Regions from separate parts of the Sus scrofa genome. Here region 1 is linked to region 2. Evidence: chromatin contacts called from public Hi-C data. All regions are on one chromosome and are shown on one strand. Each heading gives the region's core, a stretch centred on a gene start, on an enhancer-like site or on the middle of the called end of the contact. The rest is flanking DNA. Distances are from core to core; before and after follow the strand shown. Region 1 holds the start of CENPV (centromere protein V). Region 2 holds the start of TRPV2 (transient receptor potential cation channel subfamily V member 2).

Region 1 (3,467 bases), core at 622-3,121, 47 kb before region 2:
AGAAGGGGAACAAAAGGCTCCTGTGATTCTGCTAGGTTCCTCTCCAGTATTTTGCATAAACATGACTCTTCACAGAGCTATCCACATCTTAGGCACAATTTTTATCCTTTTAAAACTTACTACATGTATGTTAGGCCCTTAATTAACCGTGAACACTTGATAAATCAGACTGCTTCCCGAAAGGGCTGAACACAGAGAAAACATTTCACTGTGCCGTCTCAAGCAATAATTAGAGGAAAAATAGCTCACTGAAGTTTTAATTTGCATTTATTGGGTTATTAAGACTGAATGCTTTTTCGTGTTTCTGTACCAGCTGAATCCGTTAGCTTGATGTATTAAAATTTTCTTCTGCTTTCCCAAATGCTTACTGTAAAAAATTCAGTAAGTATGAATTACTGCATAATTATATATACTGTAAAATTCAATTTACAACATCCGATGTTAAAAATCAAAGTCTCCTAAATCCTAACACCCAGAGGGCTGCACAGTTAAGTATTTGCTATATGTGCCTCCAGACTTTCTTCCATGCACTAATGTTTTAACAATAACAGTGAAGAGTTAGTTATATATTTTTAACTTAGCGAGTTTTGGTTTCTTTTTGACAAATGTCTGCAACTTTGCGCCAATCTGATAGGTAAAAAAATCCCACCCTTTTTTGTCAACGTTTAAAAATCCTTCTCTTGATCATCTGTCAGTCAGTGCGCAAGTAAAAAATTACTTCGAGTTTGCCTTGTACACTTCTGAGACCTTGATATGCCCCCACTCAGCAGCAGCTGGCACAGCTGAGGAGCTCGAAAATGCTGCTGTAGAGAAATTGTCCAGCTCATAGTCCAAGATGATGGATGAGAGAGTGAAGCACAGGGAAAACCAAATATTCCGTCTCTGAAGAAGACTCATCCTAACGCGAATTTCTTATGGAGCAAGGACAGAGGACATTTTTGTCCAAGAAAAGGACTAATCCTCAGGTTGTTACGCAACTGTTAGGTTGTTTTGTTTTCTCGGGGGGTTTCAGCTTGAAATGATGGGTCCTGAGAGACTCAGGGCGCTAAAGCACGTCCCTGCCGCACAGCTGCTCTACGGGGCAGCAGGGGCCCATGGAGACCGGGACCCCCGCAACTTAGGGCTCACGGCTCGCGCCTCGGCCGCCCTGAGGTCCCGCCCGCGGCGGTTGCGAACCGGCGGCCCGCGCGCTCCTCCCCGCGAGACGCGCACACAATAACGGGCGCCCGGTCCCCGCACAGTCCCAGCTCCCCCAGGCCCTGCCGCCCCTCCCGGCCGCTCTCCACACCCGTGCGCAAACCCCAAAGCGGCTCCGGGACCGGGGCAGCCGGGCGCCCCTCTTCCCGGGAAGGCCGGCCGCTCGGGCGCCAGGCGCGGGCCGGACGCCTCGGCCTTTGTCCGGCCGGTGCGGCGGCTCGAGCGCCGCGGGAGACGTTACGGGCGCCGGCCCGGCCGCGCCGCACTCACTAGGTGTCCAGCAGCAGCTTGGCGGCGCCCTCGAAGCTGAGCCTCTGCCGCTTCTGGAACGTCTCCCAGCGCTCCCGCTGCTCGCCCAGGTCCAGCTCGGACGCCGAGGGCGCCGCGGGCGGAGGCGGGGGCAGCGGCGGCTCCGGCGGCGGCTCCCCGGGGCCCGCCTCCGGCGCCCGCGGCGACGACTGCGGCCGCCGCTTGGCCGACGGCTGCCTCGTCGCTGCCCGGCTCCCGCCCCCCGTCTGGCCCGCGGGTGTCCGTGCGCGGCCGGCACCGGGGGCCGAGGCGGCGGCCGCAGGGGCCCTGGAGGCCCCGGTCCGCTTCTGCCCGCGTGGCTTGGCCGCCGCGCCGCTCCTCGCCCGCCGCATGGCTCCCGCAGCCTGGCGCGCAGGCCTCGCCGCCGCGCGTCCCCGCTCCGCGCGCGCTCGCTGCGCCCACGCGCCCACGCCGCCCGCGCGCGCCCGCTGCCCCGCCAGCCCAGGGGCCGCTGCGCCCGCCCGGCCGGTGCTTGCCCCGCCGCACCGCACCCAGCCCGCCCCCGGCCGCGGGGCCTGCACCTGCGCCGCCCCGGCCCGCAGGCCCTGTGGGACCGCGCCTGGGCCCTCCTACCCCGACACCCGGAGCCTCTGGGAACCTGCCGAGGCGCCTCCGCGCCCCGAACCCGAGGGCTTCTTCCTACCCTGCTGAGTCCTGAATTCAGAGCCACTTCTGCGCAGACACCCCGGGACGACTTCACCTCTCACATGTGGAGGACAGCACCTGCCTGGCAGGAGCTACGCGGCGCATGGGGAGCTAATCTGGGTAAACGGCCGGGCACCTGCAGCTGCGGGACACACAGCAGGTGCAATCACTGATCCTAAACTTGGACTTTTCTGCCAGATTATAAAGCAGCATCTTTAGGATTCCCTCCTGGCTCAGCAGGTTAAGGATCTGCGTTGTCACTGCTCTGGTGCGGGTTCTGTCCCTGACCTGGGAACATCCGCATGCCAGGAGTGTGGCCAAAAATAAATAAATAAATAAAATAGAACGTCTTTAAAAATAAATTTAAAAACAAAACAGAACAGCGACTTCAGAATCTCAATGGGCAGCAGATCCTTTAAACGTAATAAATGAATTCCGCACCAAATCCCATTATGATGGTTTTGTTGAACATGGTACCGAAGTTTAAAGACAAAAATCTTGAGACCCACTAATGGAACCCAAGTATTTTCCAAACCTATTTTGTTCCTCTATTTTATTCATATCTTCAAAGAAATAACGTTCTTTTACTCATTTTTCTACATTTTTGTTTTCTACTCCCTTAATGTCAACATTCCTTTTTGTTTTTACCTTACCGTTAGTAAACTAATACATAGTTCCTTTATTTTTAGTATTTGGTAATAAAATATTAATGACTATAAATTTTCCTCTGAGTATAGCTTTAGCTGTGTGGATTAGAGTTTCACTGAAGGTATAGTTTATATGCAGCAAAATGCACATATCTTAAATATACAGCTTATGTAATGGCCACCAATTTAAATATTGACTATTTTCAGCACTCCAGAGAGTTTCTCTCAGGTTAAAGAAAACACAGGGGAGCACATTTTTTTTTTTTTTTTTTTGCTTTTTAGAGCTGCACTCGCTGCACATGGAGATTCTCAGGCTAGGGGTCAAATCAGAGCTGTAGCCGCTAGCCTATGCCACAGGCTCAGCAATGAGGGATCCGAGCCGCATCTGCCACCTATACCACAGCTCATGGCAACGCCAGATCCTCAACCCATTGAGCAAGGCCAGGAACAGAACCCATAACTTCATGGTTCCGAGTCGGATTCGTTTCCACTGCGCCATGACGGGAACTCCGGGACCACTACTCTGACTTGAATCACCAGAGCTTGGTTTTACCTGTTTCTGAAGCTTTAAAAATAGCATGTACTCTTTTTTTTTTTTTTTTTTTTCTTTTTAGGGCTGCACCTGTGGCATATGGAAGTTCCCAGGCTAGGAATCAAATCAGAGCTACA
Region 2 (3,648 bases), core at 812-3,311:
AGCCACAGCAACGCCAGATCCAGGCCGGGTCTGCGACCTCCACCACAGCTCACGGCAATGCCAGATCCTTAATCCACTGAGCGAGGCCAGGGATTGAACCCACAACCTCATGGTTCCTAGTTGGATTCATTCCACTGTGCCATGACGAGAACTTAAGGAATTCCTATTCCCTTTTCTCTTTTTAATTATAGCTCTCCTTGTGGTTTTTGATTTTCATTTCCCTGATGACTGGTAATGTGACAACTTCTTATAAATATCATTTGCAGCTAGGGTTATTTGCCCAATTGTGACTGCTGTGGTTTTACCTCTGAAGGACTTGAGGGTCTCCCCTTTTTAATTTTCCCCCAGCAGCACAGTAATGCCCCCTGCATTGTGAGTGTAATTCAAAGTCTTCTTGAGCACCAGCTGGGAGCTGGGCCCTCCGCTGGGTGCTGAGGATGCAGCAAAAAAAGCAAGATCTCACCTCTTGGAGAGCTCGAGGGGTGAGGGTACGGCTGTGGATTCGAATCCTTGCTTTGTCATCTCCCAGCCGTGTGGCCTTGGACAGCCTGAGTTTCCTCATCTGTGAAATAAGGTTGCTCTGCGAGTTACATGTCAGGTACTGAGCAGTGTCTGGCACACAGTGACTGCCTAGAAGGTATTTGCTGTTGTTAAAGATGAAACCAGCCAATTAAATAAATGTTAACAATGGCTAATGAGTTATGAACAGAGAAATACAGAGTGTCATGGGACACAGAGTGGGGATCCCTAACCCAGTCCAGGATCTGGAAGAAGCTGCCCAGAGGAAGGGAAAAAACAGAGAGATGATTGGAGTTCCCTTATGGCACAGAGGGTTAGGGATCAGCATTGTCACCGCAGTGGCTTGGGTCACTACTGTGGTGTGGGTTTGATCCCTGGCCCAGGAAATTCTACATGCCATGGGCACGGCCAGAAATAAATAGTAATAATAATAGAGATGATGGACGGGTAGGAATTGGCGACAGCGAGGGCAGGGAGTGAGTATGTGTGTCAGATGCAACAGCTTGTGCAAAGACTTGGAAGCTACAGAAGAGAGCATGGCATATTGGAGAGGCTGCAGTGTGTTCAGAATGTCTAGAGAAGGGCTACCCACTGAAATTCTTTGCTATGAAGGAAAATTACATCTGTGCTGCCCAGGGTGGGAGTCACAAGCCACATGTGACTATGAACGCTTGAAAGGTGGCTAAAGTGACTGTAGAACTGAACGTTTAATTTTATTACAACTGACTTAAATAGCCACTGTGGCTAGTGGCTGTATATTGGCAGCACAGGTGTGTGCACTGATGCATGACGTGCAGGACACGGTTGCAATGAAAGAGGAAGTGGAGGATGGCAAGGACCTCCGGGCTGCAAGGGGTTGGTATGGAGCTTGCACTTAATCCCAAATGCCAGGGGAAGGCACTGGTTGGAGATGGGAGGGTTAAACTGGGGGGGTGAGGTGACCTGGTTTTCATCTTTGAAGGATCACTCTCATTGCTGTAAGGAGCATGGATTGGGGTGGGGGCAGGGGGAAGCAGGGAGACCAACTTGGAGGTGGCCGTGATCCCCCTGCAAGAGATGATCGTTTTTTGGGGGCGTGTTTGTTTTGTCTTTTTAGGGCAACACCAGCAGCACATGAAAGTTCCCGGACTAGGAGTCAAATCGGAGCTGTAGCCGCCTGCCTACACCACAGCCGCAGCAACGCCAGATCCGAGTCACAGCTCATGGCAATGCTCCTTAACCCACTGAGCAAGGCCAGGGATCAAACCTACGTCCTCATGGATGCTCGTCGGGTTCGTTTCTGCTGAGCCAGGAAGGGAACTCCTCTGCGATGATCTTGCTTTGAATCAGGGAGAGGTAGACAAATTGGAGGTTGGGAGTGTAGGGTTCCCTTTGGGCTGGATTTTAGGAGTGAAGGAAAGAGAGGGTACCTGGGGATGCTACTTACTTGGCTGGTGTCTGTGTCCCCAAGCCCCAAGTCTGCGTCTTGATCAGGACCAGGAAGGGAGGTCTAGTTTCAGAAGCACAGGTCGACCTCGCTGTCGGCCCCTGCTGGCTGGTGCTGGTAGCGCCTTTAGCTCAGGGAAGGCGGGAGCCTTCAGGGCCCCTGGCTTGGGGACTGGGGGGTTAGGGGCTGCGGGAAGGCCCCAGGAGATCGGATGGGTGGGGTGCATTTCTAGAGACAGGTGCTGGCCTGTCCCTCCTCTCCGGGGGGTGGGGGAACGTCCACATCAGCTCCCAGTCTGAGCCACATGGCCCCTGGGAGGCAAGTGGTGGGGAAGGGGAGGGGCAGAGGTCAGTGCAATGGAGCAAGACCCCTCTCCCCCTCAAACCACGACAGGCACCTCCCCACCCGAGACAGGGTCCTGCACCCAAGGGTTGCCTCTGATTGCCCCCCCAGTTCTGGGGCGTCAGTGGCAAGCAGTAGGTGTGGGGGCAGGAGTGGGAGGCGGAGCGTGTCTCCCCAGAGGAGGGTGTGGCCCGTGGTCCGGGTGGCCAGCGGCTCCTGCCTGGGGAGATCTGACCTCGCTGCAGCCAGGCGGGCGAGCCAGGTGGGCTGAGCGTGCGGAACGCTTGGGGACCCCGGGGGGCTCGCCTGGCTCCCAGCCGCCGCGCGCCGCTCCTGCCGCACTTCCTCCGCAGCGCTGCCGCCCGCGGCCGCCGTGCGCCTCCGCCGAGCCGGTGAGTCAGGGATGATGCGGGCGTCGGAGAGGCCCGGGCCCCCAAACCTGACAGTGAAGGCTCCCTCCACCTGGCCTGCCAGACCCTTCCTCTCGGCCGGGGGTGGAGTTGGGGGTCCAGGAGGGGCAGGGGCAGGGCAGATAGCTGTTGCTGCCCAGGCTTGGGAGTGGTGGGCTGGGAGGGAGAGGAGTGAGGCGATGGGAGACATCAGCCAGGTTAAATGGCCTGTGGTCCGGGAAGGACGCCTCGGGGTGGGCAGAAAGATGCTGGGTCAAAACTCCGTGATGAGGCCTCCCCCGCCTCTGTGGGAGGATGCGGCACCCGGGTCCCCGGGGCGCTAGGGCTGCGCGGAAGAGGGCCCGGCCCCGCCGGCGTGCCGCCCGCTCTCCCAGTCCCCAAGCTCTGCTTTGCACCCTGTCCCCTTCTGCCGCCTGCTCCCCCCCGCCTCCGCCTTGGACTCTCGCCTTCTGTCTGCCTACCCACCTGGGGGCCCAGGGGCTTCCCCCTCCCCGCACTGGGGCCCCACCCCTGGCCCTGTGGTGGCGCTGGGGTCTCAGCCCTCCCACGAGGGTGAGATTGGTGCCGGGAGCTGAGCTCCTGGCCCCTCCAGCCTGGGGCCTGGAGGGGCAGCTGGTCAGGAGGGGCTCTGAAAGCCCCTAGAAACCCTAAAGCACAGAGAGGGGGCATTGGATGCCTTCAGAGTCTAAAAACACAGATGAGCCCCGAAGGGTTTGAGAGCTGAAGAGGAACGCCCTGGCAGGGCGGGGCAGGTCAGACCAGGCTCTGCCCACAGCTTGGGACCCTGGGAATGTCACTTCCCCTTTCTGAGCCCTAGCCGTCCTGGTGGCAAAACGAGGGCTTTGATAGACCAGTGGTTTTCCAACGGTTTCCCCCAGAGCCGGCCCCCTCTGCGGTGGGAGGTCGAGGGTCCTGGCCCCACCTGAAACTGCATTTTTACGTCATGAATAT

What was found. A called contact is a pair of places that touch in the nucleus more often than the background predicts.
Region 1: a contact with region 2 is called in a Hi-C map of skeletal muscle, with 4 times the contacts expected there. The contact joins the promoter of CENPV here to the promoter of TRPV2 in region 2. A contact is called at or near these places in 2 of 5 promoter capture datasets (fetal liver and liver), 22 of 47 Hi-C or Micro-C datasets (adipose tissue, alveolar macrophages, blood and 12 more) and 2 of 2 datasets of contacts at active chromatin or transcription factors (alveolar macrophages and skeletal muscle).

What each region holds. Positions count from the first base shown.
Region 1 is chr12:59,198,445-59,201,911 of Sscrofa11.1, reverse strand. It overlaps CENPV (centromere protein V), which reads right to left and starts at 1,871. Exons shown (of 4, transcript XM_021066287.1): 1 at 1,468-1,871. The coding sequence starts at 1,838.
Region 2 is chr12:59,151,046-59,154,693 of Sscrofa11.1, reverse strand. It overlaps TRPV2 (transient receptor potential cation channel subfamily V member 2), which reads left to right and starts at 2,061. Exons shown (of 19, transcript XM_013980349.2): 1 at 2,061-2,679.